Regions from separate parts of the Mus musculus genome. Here regions 1 and 3 are each linked to region 2. The links are chromatin contacts, called in public promoter capture Hi-C maps. All regions are on one chromosome and are shown on one strand. Each heading gives the region's core, a stretch centred on a gene start, on an enhancer-like site or on the middle of the called end of the contact. The rest is flanking DNA. Distances are from core to core; before and after follow the strand shown. Region 1 overlaps Fbxl13 (F-box and leucine-rich repeat protein 13). Region 2 overlaps Ccdc146 (coiled-coil domain containing 146). Region 3 holds the start of Lrrc17 (leucine rich repeat containing 17).

Region 1 (3,214 bases), core at 175-2,674, 160 kb after region 2:
GGGCGATTGCTTTTGAGCTCGTGCAGAGCTTGGGTTTTCCACAGGGGTCAGCATTTACTATGCCTGACTCACCCCTGTGCTGTGACTAACTTTACATGGAAATCTGACCTGTCTAGAACTGAGTACTGCCAGAAATTAGAAGAAGTCACTGTCGGGGATAGAAGGGTCACTGTCTTTGGAGATAATCAAGCACAGGGACATATCCAGGGTGGTACAGAAGGAATCCACCTTTGACTGGAACCAATAGCTTTGTCTCTCAGCTCACTTGCCAGTAAGAATATGGTGAGTCTCTTGGGGTCCTCTATGGAACGGTGCTAGTTTTTATAGGTCTTTATAAGCATCACATTCAGAACACAGCACAGTTCAATACTAGGATGCAGGTTGGTCCTATGGAAGTGTCTTCCAGGAAATCAAGTCTGTTTTAATAATACAAGAATTTTGATGTTGCGAGATATGCAGTAATACCATTTCCTCTTAGAGAATGGACAGAGTAAGACCCAGAGGCAAGTCCTACCAAGAACCATGTTTAAACTGTGAGGCCAAGGAGATGACGCAGTGGGTAAAGGTGCTTGTTCTAGAAGCCTGACTACCATCGTTCAACACCCAGAACCACAGTGGAAGGAGTGGACAGACCCCAAAAGTTGTCCTCTGACCTCCACATGTACATACCATGGCTCACCCATGTACACACACACAGGGGGTGATAATAATTAATAAGCAATTTAGAACTATAAGATTAATTCCTAGCTTTAAAGGGAGCCTCAGGGCTTCTCTTCAGTTCCCACTGTTAGTGTCTTTGGACTACCTGGATCCATTCCCTGTTGTGCCTTTATCTTGGATGGCTCTGCTAGTCTCTGAAACTGAAATGTTTGGAGGTTTTTTAATTCAATAACTCTAAAAGTAATGTTAAAGTCTCTGATACATTCACAACTGCATTCCAGACATGGAAAACCTGAGGCAAAAATGTTGGTGCAGCACTTATGCTAAATCAGTGGCAAATTATGAGAGCTAAAGTCCCACAGTCCATTATTTCCTTTAGAGCTGTGTAAGTCACCCTGAGGTTCTATGTCTGCAGACATGTTACAACTCGCTCACACAGTGAAATCCCCTCTTCTCCTCCAGAGACAGCTGCCCTGTGCCCTGCCAGCTCTAAAGCTCTAAAGCCACTCGCATAGCAACCCCACCATCTCCTGTATCTTGTAAAATGCTACACCAAGCCTCTTTCAAGTCAATCTCTTACAGTGAAGGCAGAAAGAAATGAAAACATGGTCAAGTCGGGCTCCTTTCTAGTCTCTCGTCCTATCTTGCCATGAGTTAACACTTTTTCAGAAAATTTCTTCATCGACATATCGGAGTGTTCCCTGTGTCTTCTGGGCTGAGTCACAGTGTCGGGGGTTAAAAACTACATTCCTAAATTGGGTACGTAGCTGGGACTAAGTTTGACTCATATTTTTTGATTGCTACAATAGTGTTCTTTTGCCCAAAGCCTGATTAATCCACCTCAACAGGTGGCAGCTCCTTGTCCAAAAACTTCTCCCTCTGTTGTCTTTCTTCATGCCACTGTCTCCTGACAGTGTGCCTCATTACAGCCCAATTAGGAGCACTTACAAGGCTGGAAGGTTTTTTGTTTTGTTTTGTTTTGTTTTTCCCTCTGTTGATAATTCCGGGAAAACACTGTGCTCTCAAGAACTTCTTTAACGAAGACTCCTTGGGCTTGCTCAAAGCTAAGAATGCAATTTCTGGACTTATGTGTGGTAAACGTGGAACTTCAGTTGCTTGGACCTCAGACAGTCATGAGACTTGGAGGTATATCTTCTCAAAGACAGCCTCCATCCTGCCAGGCATCAGAGCAGGTGGGGGTGGTCCTGGCTAGATTACCCACTCTGCAGAGTCTGAAGTCCTGTCCTGGTGTTGTTATAAATAGATATAATCAAACAAATACTGTCAATAAAAAAAATCTAAATAAAAGTCTTAGAAATTCTAATATTTCCTTCTAACTGCAAGATAAATTGTCTTATTTGTTTTCTGAGTAAATGTTTTCTCAACAGGACACCTATGGTTGTCAGTAAACCTGCATAGCTTACTGATGTCATAGATCCTATAATATACTTGGACTAAAAGAGGGAAATTATTTTCAAAATATACAGTGTGGCAGGTGTATAAAAAGAAGCCAGGAGGTGGAGAACTGGAGATCAGAAAAAGGAAAGAAAAAAAAAAAAAAAGAAAGAAAGAAAGAAGCCCTAAGTGGCACCAGAATGTATGCTGAAAAATTAAAGGGAAGACTGGGGAATGATGTGAAAAAAAAAGGAGTTCTCTTTGTAAATTATATTTGGTAAGCAAAGTTTGTTTTTTTTTAAAATCCAAAATAATGTTGTGGTTGTTTTTTAACAAAATCACAGTCATTCGATTTGACCAATGAAGACACAGGAGCCAGATGCACAACTGCATTCCAGACATGGAAAACCTGAGGCAAAAATGTTGGTGCAGTACTTATGCTAAATTGGTGGCAAATTATGAGAGCAGGTCATGCCTGCTGCCTCAGAGAGGCAGAGAAAGCGCCCAGATGACCTTCCTCCTCAGCCAGCATCCCAAAAGGCAAGTTCTCCTCCCGCTTCAAGCTGAATGCCCCTCCCTCCACTTCCTGTGTCTCTCTATCTGTCCTCCTGACTCCCTCTTACTCTCTATGGTTTCTCTTAAGTTCATTCCCTGGCAACTGCTTGTTTGCTCCACCTCTTGATCTATTGTTGACTTTATTTAATCCTGTTTACAGAAAGCTATTGGATTAAAGGTGTGTGCTAGGGCCAAGGCACACCACAACTAAAATTAGGTGTTTTGTTGTTGTTTGTTTTTATTTTTATTTGCAGTAAATGACACACAGTTAGTTACAGTGTGATCAAATATTCTTGCTTTAGATTTTATGTACAAAATAAAAATGAGCTAGGCTGGACAAAGGATAATCAAGACACACACTTTCCATTTCTTCAAGGTAAGTGGTCTGGTTTCCTGGCCTCCCTAGAGTCCCTGTAGACAAGAAGGGCAGAGGACTTTAGTAATCCTAGGCTGTAAGTCTTAGGAAGAGCTTCTGGGCTTCTCTCCGGTCACCCTCTCTAGTCTTGTCCTTTTCCTGCGGTTTCTCAGGAGGATGGCAACTGAGACCAATGGCCAACTAAGTATGGCCTCCTGCATCTCAGACTTCCTAAGAAACTAAGTTCAG
Region 2 (3,075 bases), core at 490-2,989:
TCCCTCCCCCCACCTCCCACCTCCCAGCAGTTTCCAAAGCTCCAAACATGGAAGGGATTTCAGTTTCCAGAGTTCTTTGCCCAGCTCTTGTGTGATCTTTTAGTGAAGGGAGCCAAGGGGAAATGTAACCGGGCTTGTAATTGTTAGCTCAGACTTCTTATACCTAAACCCTCTCCCAAATTAACTTGTCATGTGGAAACAGCCTGTCTCCAACAAGTAGAGACCTCACCTAGTCAGCCTGCACAGACTGTGGGACAGTGGAGCTGTCTCCAGGGCGGCCCCGGGGGCTCACCTAGTCAGCCTGCACAGACTATGGGACAGTGAAGCTGTCTCCAGGGCGCCCGGGGACTCACCTAGTCAGCCTGTACTGAATATTGTACTCCCTTTCTTGCGCTGCCGTGTATTCATTTTGGTACTTGAGCAGCTGCTCCCGAAGTTTGCAGACCTCAGTGGTGAAGACGTTGGGGAAGTCTTCGGCCTGCTGCAGACAGACCTGCTGCTGCTGGATCTGCTCCGTGAAGCGCTTGGCGTTCTCCAGTAGCTGCACCTCAGACTCCTGCGTGCTGGGTTTCAAAGACATTGAGATATTGATAGGGGGGACGTGTGTACCTTCAGGACACCCCTCCTTCCCCCCGCCCCGTATTCCTGAGAGGATTTGGGGGTAGGATGGGAACATGTCACAGATGTTCCTACTCCTGGATTCAGTTTGATCAGTCATACTAAGTCTCAGCACTGGCAAGAACAAGGCTCAGCGACTAGCCTGAGTCACCCACCCTCTAGCTGGGAGAGGTACACAGTCAGCTGCAGTGTCCCCTCATAAGTTCCTCCAGAGGTCCCTAGATCCAGAGTAGGGGCAAGCAGAAGCAGAGTAGAGGCAAGTAATCCAAAGGATATTCCCTCTGACTTTGAAGAAAGACCAGGGCTCCCAAGGAAGGGGAAAAAAAAAAGTAATGGGCCCCTCAAATAACCCAGAAATTCTTTTCTTTTCTTTTTTCTTTCCTTTTCTTTTCTTTTTCCTTTTTTTTTTTTTTGTGCTTTTAATTCTCTAAGTAAGACTGAACCAAGATCTTTTTTCATTACAGATCTAAGACATTAAGCACTCTTTTTAACAGCCATTAGTGGGAAACTAGGAAAAATTCCCCTATAAAATTATGCACATTAATCAGCTTTTAATCCTGCCCTGATGCTTGGCTAAAAATAGTCTTGACTATCACAGAAAAGAGAGTTCCTAAAAACCCAGCTGTATTCTGTGACCTTGTCCCGGTTTAAAGAAGTGGCTGCAGATCTGGATAGATAAGAAAAGTTATACTTGACTGATCCCAAGAATATTCCAGAAGTCTTGCATGTTACAAACTAGTACTGGCACCCAACTTATAGTCTACATGGCCTATCTGTCTCAGACACCCTCACATTAGTGATCCCCTACCCAGCAGCCATAGGCAGGCCTTTGCTATTTTATTTTAAAGCTAACACCTACTTCTATGTGTGTATTCTATTAAATGTTCTTACCAAGAAAAATCTCTAGGTTTCAGCTTATTTGCAAAGATGTCCTAAAACAGGATTGAGGCTGTCTTAGCTGAGGTAACAGGCTTCCCTTACCCTATTTTCTCACGCTTTACTGTGTCATGTGTTTAGTGGCATCCAGCCAAACATTTATCGGAGCCTCATATGTTCCAGGAACTATGGTAGGTGCCAGAGAGCAAGCAGAGCAATACTGGTGAAAACTCCTCCAATTTCCGGGAATGGAAATGGGAGCTGTTCTCTTACGCTTCGGTGCTCTTGTATGTTAACATTGTGTTCATCTGGCATAACCTGGGCTCCTTACAATGACAGGTCTCCAGGCCCTAGAGTTCTTCCACATGGAGAGGAGGGCAACACAGAAGTGAGCTTCCAGTCAGAACATAGGTGGTAGTTTACACATATACTCGTGTGACATACAGTGTCAGGAGGAGAGAACTTAACTTCTAATGTAGTCTTGTGGAAAGCTCAGTCGATGTGGGTTCAGTACTTCCAACCCATATCTGCCTGCCTGCAGCCCTAGCCACAAAAACATAGTGTCTGCTTCACTGTGCTTTTCCAATGGGCTTGAGAGAGAGTGGTGGGTTTTGTAATAGGTAGAGAAGGAAGTAAAGGCTCTGGAGGAGGTAAACTGTGAGCAGCAGAGGGGAAGTAGCTATTTCACAACACAAGCTGGAAGCAGAAGATGTCACTACATAGTTTTGGTCCTGCACTGATAGCTTGTCACTAAAGAGAAATAGCTTCAATACCCAGTGGCAAGTAGTAGGCTCTGGGCAAAGCTGATGGCTTATTCTGTGGATGCCCATCTTCTGACCTTCTACTGACTTGAACTTAAGCTCTCACAGAACTATACTTCTGAATGACAATTGGAGAGGGGTCTTCTTGTCCAAAGTATCTTCAATAGTCATCATACACACATCAGCGCCTACTCTGCCTGAGAAATGCACGTTTGTCATCTCAAAGTTCAAGAGCTCTTTTCTTCAGGAGTAATTCCTAATGAGTGGTGCAAACAAGTGGACAAGTACCCTGGCTTTGTCACTTCCTGGTAGCAGAGCTGTAATTGTTCTCTAGTCAGAAGTCTGTGACACTGGGCCCACAACATGAGCCACAGATGACCCCATCCACCTGGTTTCTTCCTTTTCAGTCTCCCTTCTTCACACATTCACAACCTCTTCTTTAGTGATTTCTAAAACCACCTGAACTCTGATCTTTGCCCCAGATTTCAGAGAGAAGACAAATGAAGACAGGTCCCATTTGTTATAAGGAAGAAGTACAGAGACGATAAAAGGTGACTCCTTGCTGGCAAAGAACATACCTCACCACTGTATCGTGTAGCAAGGTGTACTTGGCTTTCAACTCTGCCATTCTGGTTCCAGGAAGTTTTCCCTTGGAGTGCAGCTATTATAGAGAAGATAGATTACCATTAGCCATCACTGTCCTTGTGCCTATGGAGGAACATAGGTTATTTTTAGCCATCACTGTCCATATGCCTGTGGATGCACATAGGTTACTGCTAGCGATCACTGTTCGTATGCCTGTGGAGGAGATGAAAAGACT
Region 3 (2,851 bases), core at 189-2,688, 210 kb after region 2:
GTACACAACATAAGGCCTACTGTGGGAGACTGTTTAAGGTGAGATGCAGGGAAAGTGCTAAAACACTTACAGTTAGCAAGTTTGGCTGGAGGAATTTTTTGAGCACACAAATTTCTCTCTGTACTTAGAAACACTTTTCTCTGTGGTAGGGGGGGTCTGTGTTTCCTAGGGTCTCATCTGAGGTAGTGTTCTACCCTCCCACAGATGAGACACTATCCTCTTTGATGAGATTGTGTCAAAGGGACAGCTCCCAGATCTGGGAGAAAGACATTCCTAGGCTGTAAAACCATAACAAAGCTTTTTAAAGCAGCTGCTCTCAACGGAAAGCAGAGAAAGAATGTACAATTCCTACAGTCCCAGGTTTTCTTAATAAGTACTTTAGAGACATCAGATGGCCAAGGTCAAAAAGCTATCAGAAATCCAGCCACAATGAGGAAAACAAGGGTACTTCCAACTTAAGTCCTGGTTGGTACTAATGCACGTCTGCACGCTAGTTCACGGAAGTATCCATTCTGTACATTTATTTCAACCTTAGACAAGTCTTCTCTTCTCACCTCTCATACCTAGAACACTAGGAAGTCATGTTCAGGGAACAGTGCAGCTGCATAAGAATTCCTTGCCCCGTGGTGTCCGCCTCCAGGTGCTTATCATGTGACCTACACCATAGGCTTCTAGGCAAAACTGGCCGGTTTATTCTACCACTTGGAACTTTGGTAAATGGGCACAAAACCCTCACAAGGAATCCACTGTATAAAGAGTGATGTCTCACCTAACACAAAAACAGCTCAATCATTGGCAACTACAGCTAGCTGGTTGTGGTTAGACATTTATTTTAACCAGCTCTCACCTGTGTGGCATTATGAAGAACATAGTATACTACTGAAGACATCAATATTGAGACACGAAGAAATGGGAGAAAATTGGTCACAGGAAGGATAGCTTAAGTCTATGGAAACTATAGATAGCAGAAGGAACTGTGGAAGAAGTAGCGAGTGCATCTGAATGCCATATATTTCACATGACTGCCTGCCCAACTTCCCCAATCCCTGTCCCTTCATCTTCAAACAGTTTCCCACCCGAATCTCACATCTTTGTAATATTTAGGATATGTATGTAATGCAGTTTTAAACATTTACGGTCCTTTATGTGGGACTTCTATTTCTCACATTTATTGCTTGTAGCATTTTACCCAGAGAAAAGCCCACGGGGGACCTAACTGCCTTGTCAGGAATCCTGTGTATCCCACCCCATTTGTTTGTATCTTAGTGGCTCTATAAAGTTTTGGAGATTTGGACTCTGCCCTCAAACTGTTCTCAGAAGTGGTCCGTTTCATCATCCAATGAGCTCTGCCTGTTTGTTGATGTGACGCGCCTGTGGACAGAAGCCAGGCGCCTATAGTAGCAATCCTGGAGAAAATTGAAGCAGCTGTGGCCATGTAATTTAAAACCTCAGCAGAGTGTTCTGTGCTCCACGCACAGCATTAGTGCAACATGAGGGCTGGATGCAGCTGGCTCTCGGGAGGACGTCCTCGCCTGCTGCAGGACAGAGAAGACTGAGACTGGGAGGCAAACCTGGGTGCAGCCGGAAAGGTCCAGATAGATGAGCTTGTGGCATCCGTTCCCCAAGTTCAGGTACTGTAAGCCTTTGTCGGTGAACTTTCGGCAGTAAGCCAGACTGAGGTTCTGTAAGTTGTGGAAGTACCTGGGGCGATGGGGCAGAGAGGGGAGGAAGGAGAGTCAAATACTTAGCTTTTCTCAAGTCTTTCTTGAGCCACTATGACAAAGAGACCGAAAGCTGTATTCATCGTGCACTCTGCTTGCAGATGTTCGGCAGTTTTACAGCTGCAGTCTCTCTTGCTGTTACGTGAAGGGGGTGTCAGTGATAGAGAAGATAATGCATGGCTGCATGTCAAAGGGAAAGAAAGGCTATCTGGGAGGATTCCATGAAACTTGATGGGGTAACACTTTTCTTGGCTGGAGGGTGGGTGGAGTCTTGCATGCATATTATTTGAAAGTCTGTTGCTGAAACCCAAGTTAGAGTTTACTCTCTAGTTTTTAGCTCTTACCTTTGCCAAACTACTACATGAACTGTTGAGAAAGATAAACATTTCATAAGCATTTTATGGAAAGTAGCTGTTCCATCATGGTGAGGAATCAGGGCAGAAAGAAGACAAAACCTTACGCAGCAAGCTAAGTGGGCAACACTTGAGACAAATAAAAAATGGGTCTGATTAAAAAAATGATTTAAAAGCCAGAGATTTCAACGTGCATGGCTTTGTGAGTAATGATGTCCTTAGGATAATTAAAAATAACGGTTCAGACTGATATGTACTCAGGAGTTAAACATAGGCTAAGAACATCGAGTAGCTAAGTGGGCAACACTTGAGACAAATAAAAATTACACAGGAGGCTGTCAATCTCACTGGAGTTGGAACAGGAAAGATGCCATTACCACAATGACCAAAATGAGAGCTTCCAGAAGAAAGGGGACCGGGCGGGCATGGGTTGGTTTAGGATGTGTCTGTTCCACCACGTAAGGGCTGGCATTTTCAGGACACTCTGTGGACAAGCTTCTAAGCCCTCCTCAGCATGGCATTCTTTAAAAATGTAAGGATTCTTGCTGCCTCCTTGTGCAATAACTACCAATACGCTCTTAGTCTGGAGTCTGCAACAGCTTAGCGGCCATCGAGTACTCTAGAAGGAGGCAGAGAATGCCCCTCCACCTCTCCTGATGCTTGCAAAGCAAGTTTATCTTAACATAAATGTGAAATAAGATATGCAACCCTTGCCCATAGGTTAGATTTAGCCCTAAAATCAAAACTCAAGTCTATATGATTTAATGGCTCTATTCC

Evidence for each region. Promoter capture Hi-C pulls out the DNA fragments that hold promoters and counts their contacts. Capture Hi-C pulls out chosen DNA fragments and counts their contacts.
Region 1: a promoter capture Hi-C map of adipose tissue shows a contact between it and region 2. The contact joins two enhancer-like sites. A contact is called at or near these places in 1 of 484 Hi-C or Micro-C datasets (adipose-derived mesenchymal stem cells), 1 of 115 datasets of contacts at active chromatin or transcription factors (microglia) and 3 of 9 other capture datasets (adipose tissue, liver and pancreatic islet).
Region 3: a promoter capture Hi-C map of hematopoietic stem and progenitor cells shows a contact between it and region 2, with 2.5 times the contacts expected there. The contact joins the promoter of Lrrc17 here to the enhancer-like site in region 2. A contact is called at or near these places in 11 of 39 promoter capture datasets (the C10 cell line, cranial neural crest, embryonic stem cells and 6 more) and 2 of 9 other capture datasets (adipose tissue and liver).

Annotation. Positions count from the first base shown.
Region 1 is chr5:21,492,382-21,495,595 of GRCm38.p6, forward strand. All of the region lies in intron 18 of Fbxl13 (F-box and leucine-rich repeat protein 13), which reads right to left. Among named protein-coding and RNA genes, the nearest start is that of Lrrc17, 50 kb to the right of the region's middle. Within about 2 kb of position 1,425, at least 52 of the 459 cell types and tissues checked have an H3K27ac peak or open chromatin away from gene starts, as enhancers often do. A contact at or near this core is called in adipose tissue, where this site is marked.
Region 2 is chr5:21,330,187-21,333,261 of GRCm38.p6, forward strand. Ccdc146 (coiled-coil domain containing 146) reads right to left here. Exons shown (of 19, transcript NM_029195.1): 3 at 2,834-2,916; 4 at 354-563. Among named protein-coding and RNA genes, the nearest start is that of Fgl2, 41 kb to the right of the region's middle. RefSeq lists an enhancer at 1-925. Within about 2 kb of position 1,740, at least 73 of the 459 cell types and tissues checked have an H3K27ac peak or open chromatin away from gene starts, as enhancers often do. A contact at or near this core is called in adipose tissue and hematopoietic stem and progenitor cells, where this site is marked.
Region 3 is chr5:21,542,089-21,544,939 of GRCm38.p6, forward strand. Lrrc17 (leucine rich repeat containing 17) reads left to right here and starts at 1,439. Exons shown (of 4, transcript NM_028977.1): 1 at 1,439-1,631. It overlaps Fbxl13 (F-box and leucine-rich repeat protein 13), which reads right to left. Exons shown (of 21, transcript NM_001199632.1): 12 at 1,572-1,701.